Regions from separate parts of the Sus scrofa genome. Here region 2 is linked to region 1. Evidence: chromatin contacts called from public HiChIP or PLAC-seq data. All regions are on one chromosome and are shown on one strand. Each heading gives the region's core, a stretch centred on a gene start, on an enhancer-like site or on the middle of the called end of the contact. The rest is flanking DNA. Distances are from core to core; before and after follow the strand shown.

What was found. HiChIP or PLAC-seq counts read pairs in DNA pulled down with a chosen protein or histone mark.
Region 2: a contact with region 1 is called in an H3K27ac HiChIP or PLAC-seq map of skeletal muscle. The contact joins two enhancer-like sites. A contact is called at or near these places in 1 of 47 Hi-C or Micro-C datasets (embryonic fibroblasts) and 1 of 2 datasets of contacts at active chromatin or transcription factors (skeletal muscle).

Annotation. Positions count from the first base shown.
Region 1 is chr13:121,406,796-121,410,485 of Sscrofa11.1, forward strand. All of the region lies in intron 5 of LOC100624963 (a long non-coding RNA gene), which reads left to right. Among named protein-coding and RNA genes, the nearest start is that of MCF2L2, 30 kb to the left of the region's middle. Within about 2 kb of position 2,131, at least 1 of the 83 cell types and tissues checked has an H3K27ac peak or open chromatin away from gene starts, as enhancers often do. A contact at or near this core is called in skeletal muscle, where this site is marked.
Region 2 is chr13:121,544,655-121,548,344 of Sscrofa11.1, forward strand. No RefSeq gene overlaps it. Among named protein-coding and RNA genes, the nearest start is that of KLHL24, 18 kb to the right of the region's middle. Within about 2 kb of position 1,742, at least 7 of the 83 cell types and tissues checked have an H3K27ac peak or open chromatin away from gene starts, as enhancers often do. A contact at or near this core is called in skeletal muscle, where this site is marked.

The DNA of each region.
Region 1 (3,690 bases), core at 881-3,380:
AGCCCCCTGTTGCTGAATATTGTTGACTGGAAAGTGATCTTGACTCTGCATTCATATACACATAACAGAAGCAAAGTTTCACCAAGAAACATTTACACTTACTATATGTAATACATACTTCTGACGTCAGCCCGCTAAATGGTGTCCACAAATGTTTGAGTGGAGACCTGCAGTTTGAAGAAACCACCAGTAGAGGGATCGAAAGTTCTCTCTTACTGTAAAGTGATCCTCTCACCCTTTGGTCATTGCCAAAACAAAAATGAATCCCAAAGTTCCATAAAGAAGATAATGTAATCCAAAGGGAAGACTAGGAGACTAGAATTAGGAAATATTAGGGACCATTATAAAAAAACAACAACAACTAAGTCATTTAATTATTCTGCTCTGATTCCAGTTTCTTCCTTGTCAGGGAAATAAAAGATTACTATGAAACCTGCCCCCCTGAATGTCCCTATATCATCTCTATAGAAACACACTTAAATTTTATAGTTTCACATGAATTAGGAAAAAGGACTGGTGTTTTCATTTAAGAGATCAATCTGATATTCACAATGTCTCATGAATCATCAGTATTAAAGATGAAAGTGGCAGGTTTAACAGCTTTGAACTTAAACTGACAAGGATCCTCTAGGGAGCTACTGTAAAGTTTACTACTTTGTACCTTTTTAGTCTTTCAAGTCCCATGGTCTGGCAATTCTTGGCTCTTGCCCAGGGATGGCAAAAGACAGACAGATAAAATTATCTATAAATTCTTAATGCTACATCAACTTCTACATGCTAAGTCTTTTTTTTTCCCCCTTAGCTTCTTTTGATGAGCTAGTCCTCGTTAAACAAACCTGCCCTTGCTTAAACCAGTTCAGGAGCCAAATGGGGATGTTAAATGCAGGCGTTCCCTAGTGGTTCAGCAGGTTAAAGACCTGGCACTCTTGATGCTACAGCTTTGGTTACAGCTGTAGTTCAGTCCCTGGCCCTGGAACTTATGCACATCACAGGCATTGCCAAAAAAAAAAAAAAAGAAGAAGAAGAAGAAGAAATCACAATCCCTCCCCCCAGAATTTATTGCAAAACTTGTAATTTCAAATTTGTAGATTTCTCTCAGGATACCCATTGTAGTAGCTGGTGCTGCTTCCTGTGCAACAGTATTTGCTTATGTTATCCACCTGAGAAGGAAGGTAACAACCTGAAGTTTGAATTTACAACCCACATTTGATGTGTAGAAAATTATGTGTTTTCTCAGTTGTTATTTTTATTATTTATTTTTGTACTTTTGTACTTTTTAGGACCGCACCCACAGCACATGGAGGTTCCCAGGCCAGGGGTTGAATCAGAGCTATAGCCACTGGCCTACATCACAGCCACAGCAATGCCAGATCCAAGCCATGTCTGTGACCTACACTACAGCTCATGGCAATGCCGGATCCCTAACCCACTGAGGAGGCCAGGGATTGAACCTGTGTCCTCATGGAAATTAGATTCATTTCCAATGAGCCACAATGGGAACTCCTGTTATCATTTATTAATTCAAATTTGAGAGGTTGCAATTTGTCTGTCTCCTCCACAAAAGACAAAAATCTACTCAGTAGCTATCTTCCCATGTTTTGTGACTGTGACATAAGCTTTTGAACTTGAGCTCACACTGTAGGCAAAGGTTAGAGACTGTTTAGAGTTATCCTCCCACAAAGAAGATACTTAGAGAGTTAGTTCTCGATTCAGCCTGAGTCCAAGGACTAACTTAACATGGACATGGAACAGAGGGAAACTTGGGTTACGATACTATTTCTCACTGTTGCCACTTGAGACCTATTGAGTGTGTTCAGCAACAAAATCCACACCTACATAAACTATTACCTTTCTTCACAAGTTACACATAGGGATAGATTTCTGTTCACTGACACGGAAAAACAAAGGCAGCAGAATGCCACATGAACAAATTGGCAAAGACAAGCCCTGAATCTTTACTGTGGAAACTGGTGGCACAGGGATTGTAGAGCATTATTCTATTTTATAGGACTTGGGTCTTCATGCTCTGTCCTATCATTGCTGCTATAAAAGGACTGCTATGTTTCACATCCCTGGAGATAGGTTTTCTGTCACTTAGAGAGCTGTGCTGCAGAGTCAGAAATTGGCTCCCCTTTCATCCTTGACTCATCAGTTTCCCTAATGCCTCTGGCCTTAGAGCCAGGAGCCTGGACTTGACATCTTACCCAGGAGTTCAACCTCAGTCAAGTCACTTAACTAGTCTGAATCCTAATTTCATTGGTTTGCTGGCAAATATTTTAAAACTGGCTCTCAAGGGGTGGAGGGGGAGGGGTGCTGACTTACAGTTTTTGCTGATTTCCTTGCTGTAAATACTCCCACTGTGGCCAGTTTCAAGCTGCCAAGGTGAAGTCACTTAATGGAAGTGTAGCTGGGAAGAAATGTGCAGCAGCTCTCCTGAGCAGGTCCTGATTGTTACCAACCGGGGTCCCTGGACTCTTTAATCAATATAAATTGATAAGAGGCCAGATGAGGAATTCAGGGAAGGCTTTAGTGGGACTACTGCAGCAGGAGGGAGTAAAAACAAATAATATTTGCCTGTGCTCTATCCCCGATGTGGCGGTGAGCTGGTTGCTTCAATGAGGTGAGGGTAGGGGTGGGTCAGTGGGTTGGGCCAGAGGGGTGGCTTAGGTGGTCTGCCTCCCCCTTGGTGGTGCTGTGTGCAGGGATCATGGGGTCTGCTTTTGATCCTGGCACCTCAGAAGTGGCAGTTGGTTTTTGGCCTTTTCTTATTATTGTTCATAATTTGCCTGAACTGTGCATGCATGCAGTTATTTCCCATATAGTTTCTTGGTATTGTGTTGCTGGAGGAGACATTTCTCCAGGTGCAAGCTCTCCAGTAAAGAGTCCCAGGTCCCAGGTCCCAGGTCCCACCTGTCTCATAATGGCTCCAACACAACACTGTGTCTTCCTCAGTCAAGTGGGAACAACTTTTACTACACATTCCACCTCAGAATTGTTATTTCTGACTTAATTCAATCACTCATTCTTTTAATAAGCACTTGTTTATTGGGACTTTACCTGGGTTTATAGGCACTCTGCTGAATACAAGGGGATGAAAGGAAGCGCTGTCAGGAGTTCTGCGGCTCAAATAAAATAATGCACATTAACAACAACAAAAAAATCCCCACGTTTTTAATCTGTAAAATGCTATACACACAAATGCAGGGATTGTTAACTTGAATTAGGTTTAATAAGTTAGGTTTACAAAGGACCTCAGATCTTCTGTCCAAAAGGTCTTGTGTATGGAGACCTATTTTGTCCTATTTAGTATAATGAAATGTTGAAGATCACATATCTAGAACAATTTCAATAATTATTTATTTGTACTCCACCTACTTCCAAAAAGTATTTGAAATAGTTTTTGTGTTAAAAAAAATTCGGAATATAAAACAAATCCAATGATCACAGAGATAGAAACTAAGAAGAGGAAGAAACAGATGAAGTCTAGCCCCTGAGAAAAATTCTCAAGTGTTAACCTCCTAAGAACCAGGGGAGTGTTTATATTCATCAGATTGTTAAAATAACACTTAAAAAAAGTTGGTTTCAACATGGTCCTTGTATGGGTTTATGGTGTTTTATGTTGTTACCATATATAGTTCTGGGAATTTATTAAGCAATTATGGAACACCTAAGCAAAGCAGAAGAAGGATG
Region 2 (3,690 bases), core at 492-2,991, 140 kb after region 1:
TCCTGCCTGCATTCACATGTCCCCAGAAATAGGACCCAGATGTCCTTCCAAAATGACGGTGAGAGGCAGGGCTACAGAGAGCCAAAATGAGCCACCTCTTCTGGAGCTTCCTGGAAATTTTCAGTTATGATTAAGTCCTAGCTTTCCCCTCTCACAGAACTCACACCGCTGTATTAGGAATTAAGCCTGGACCCAGGGAACTCCAGACTGAGTAGGGCTTAAACAGATTTAAACAAAAAGCAGTCTGCTTAAATCTTATCTCTTGCCTGCTTATCCCCCAGCTCCCTGTACATCCTGGATGGTGAGTTGCCTGTAAGTAGAAATGTGACCAACTGGCCTCTGAATCCCTAAGGGAGAGAGCATCATTATTTTTCTTGTCTGTCATGATTTTATCAGTGGTTGCCCCTTGTTCTGCACTGAGGCAGGCCAGGCACTGGACTCTTTATGCACAGAGTCAGCCAGCTGCAGCCCGTGGATGAAACCCGACCCATCATCTGCTTTGTAGGTAATTTTATTGCAACACACACACACACACACACACACACACACACACACACACACACACACAGTATATTTGTGACCATGAGAATAGTTAGGATATTTGTGAACAGGAAAAATGCGGTAGAAATTATATATACATGGTGATTCCAATTTTTAAAAGCTTAAAAAGAATAAGAAACACACCTAAATGTGAAAATAACTTCCCCCTCATCTAATATAACAATCCACAATGGTAATTATGCCCACTCCACAGAGGCAGAAGCAGGAGGATTGCCTCTGAAGACTGGACTGGTGGGTGGCTTATTCCATTTCTCCATACTGTCTTCTGTATTTTCTATAATTCCACTCTTTGTTCCTATCCCACAAGGGAGGCCAGGTCCTGAAAAATCCAAAGATGCTCCCTGCTGTTCAACTGAATCCCCTCTGCCCAAAGGCACAGCCTGCCATCTGTCCCAGGCCTCTGGAGACGTGAGGATGCAGGTTGCTTATTGGGCTTCCCTGAGAGGTCTGGTTCCTGAAGGCCTTGAAAGACCATCCTGTGAGTGCAGCTGCCTATAAAATCTCATTAACTTCAAATTAAAATTTAAAAACCTGAGCCATCCCTGATCAATCAAAATTAATTCAATTTCTTTTTTAAAAAAACATCTGAAGAGGGCTGTGACCTCCTCTCAGGGAAATTTGGAAATTTCCTGGTGCTGTCTCAGCACTCCAGGCTCCGTTTCTGCCTTATTCCCTCCTCTGGTTCAGAATCTCTGTGTAAACCAGAGAGCCGGCTTCCCTCTGGTTGTTTACTGATCTCACAACTCTTTATGTCCACAGCTCACCGGGTTCCTGTCTAAGCCTGTTGGTGACCCAGCCCTGGGCTTTTGCCAAGCCCCTGACTCCCAGCTCCCGGCCAGCCACCCAGCCAGCCAGCACCCTCATACCAGCTCTCAGTCCTGTCATTTTGTTCATGAAGGTAGCAGTGCAAAGGAGGAGTCAGATTTTATTTCTGGTGGTGACATCAGCAAGAGTTTGAGTAGCTCCCGGCTACATTAACAGCAGAGAAACTAGCTCGGATGGTTCCAGGGCTCCATTTTTGCTGTTTCTACCTCTTTGTCTGCACTTGCCACTGCTCTTCTTCTCCCATAAAGCTTGGTTGTTACTATTAAATGTTGTCCCAAATAGAAGTTCACTGATTCTGGAGTTCCCGTCGTGGCTCAGCAGTAATAAATCTGACTAGCATCCAGGAAGACGCAGATTCAATCCCTGGCCTCGATCAGTGGGTCAGGGATCTGGCGCTGCTGTGAGCTGTGGTGTAGGTTGCAGACATGGCTCAGATCCCAAGTTGCTGTAGCTCTGGCGTAGGCCAGTGACTGTGGCTCCGATTGGACCCCTAGCCTGGGAACCTCCATATGCTTTGGGTGTGGCCCTAAAAAGAATACCCGCCCCCCTCCCAAAAATTTCAAAACAAGCAGAGAAAGGTCTCTAGCAACACTGTTTGGCTTTCTTCTCCACATGGCTTTACACTTTACCCCTCTCTAAGCTGCAAATTCACCTTACATTTTAGGGCAAATTTCACTCCTGTGCAATTTGAGGTGCCCTGACCAATAATTCAGGCCTCTGTATCCTCATCTTGTGGATAGCCTTGTTAGTCTGAATCCACTAATGGTTTGTAATCAAGCTCCTGTCTTGAAAATTCAGGTGACCTTGATTCCCTTCCTGGGCTCCCAAGTCCAAGCCAGGTTGGCATCCCAGGGATGTGAAGGCAGTTACCCTATAGAAGGGCCATGTCTGTCTCAGGTACTGTCTCAGACGCTTTGACAAGTAATTTGCAAAGTGCTGTGAGCAGAAGTAAGAGGACCCGGAATTCCCATCATGGCTCAGTGGAAATGGATCTAAATAGCATCCGTAAGGACTCAGGTTTGATCTCTGGCCTCCCCCAGTGGGTTAAGGAGCTGACATCGCTGTAAGCTGTGGTGTAGGTTGCAGACAAGGTTGAGATCTGGCATTGCTGTGGCTGTGGCATAGGCCAGCAGCTGCAGCTCTGATTTGAGCCCTATCCTGGGAACCTCCATATGCCTCAAGTGTGGCCCTTAAAAAAAAAAAAGAGGTAAGAGGACCTGACCCGGCATCTTGGCTTAGCCATGACCTGAGGCAAATGGGATGGACTTTGGATGGTAACTACAGGGTATCAGTCAGTCCTCAATGGGAAGAGGGCCTATAAACTGATTACAAGCCCACTAGCTGCTGGAGCTCTTCCCTGCCTCCTGTTAGGCTCTGAAAGGGAAAATAGGTTGGGCTTAATCAACAGAGGACTTCTATGACTGCAGTTAGGAGGGACGGACCAAATAAAACTAGATTTCTTTCCCTTTGTAATGGTCTGGGTTCCCCAGAAACAGAAGAAATGGGATTTATTATGAGGAAAGTGCTCACACAGTTATGGAGGCTGAGAAGCCCCAAGATCTGCAGTTGGTGAGCCAGAGAGCAAGGAAAACCAATGAATGGAATACAGTCCAAGTCTGACCCAGTGGCAGAATGATAATGTCCCAGCCTGAAGACAATTAGGCAAGAGAGAATTCTCTCTTATTCCACATTTTTGCTCCATTCAGGTGTTCAATCAATTGGATGAAACTCATCCACTCTGGGAAGGGCAATCTGCTTTATTTGGTCTACAGATTTAAATGCTAGGTTCATCTAGGAACACCATCACAGACATATCCAGGAGTAATGTTTCACCAAATGTCAAGGCAAGTGTCGACAGACACAATTAACCATCATAAACTCCCTGGACCTCAGTTTCCTCGGTTGTACATTGAGATTGGATCTGTGATATTCAGTTTTATTTCTGGTATTATGAACATACCAGAAGGCCTACCCTATTCTATAATCAGACATAATAATAATATTATCTAAAAGGCATGTGTTGTGAGAAGCATGTTAAAATAATATGTATGGTTCCTAGTCGGATTCATTTCTGCTGCGCCACTACAGGAACTCCTGATAATATGTATGAAAGTGCTCTATAAAACAGTGAGATTATTATTCCTTATTAAGATTATTAAAGTGCTCTGCAAAATTTTGTGATTATTATTGCTATTTTTTTTTTTTTTTTGTCTTTTTTCACTAGGGCCCAATCTGCAGCACATGGGAATTCCCAGGCTAGGGGTCGAATCAGAGCTTCAGCTGCCAGCCTACACCATAGCCACA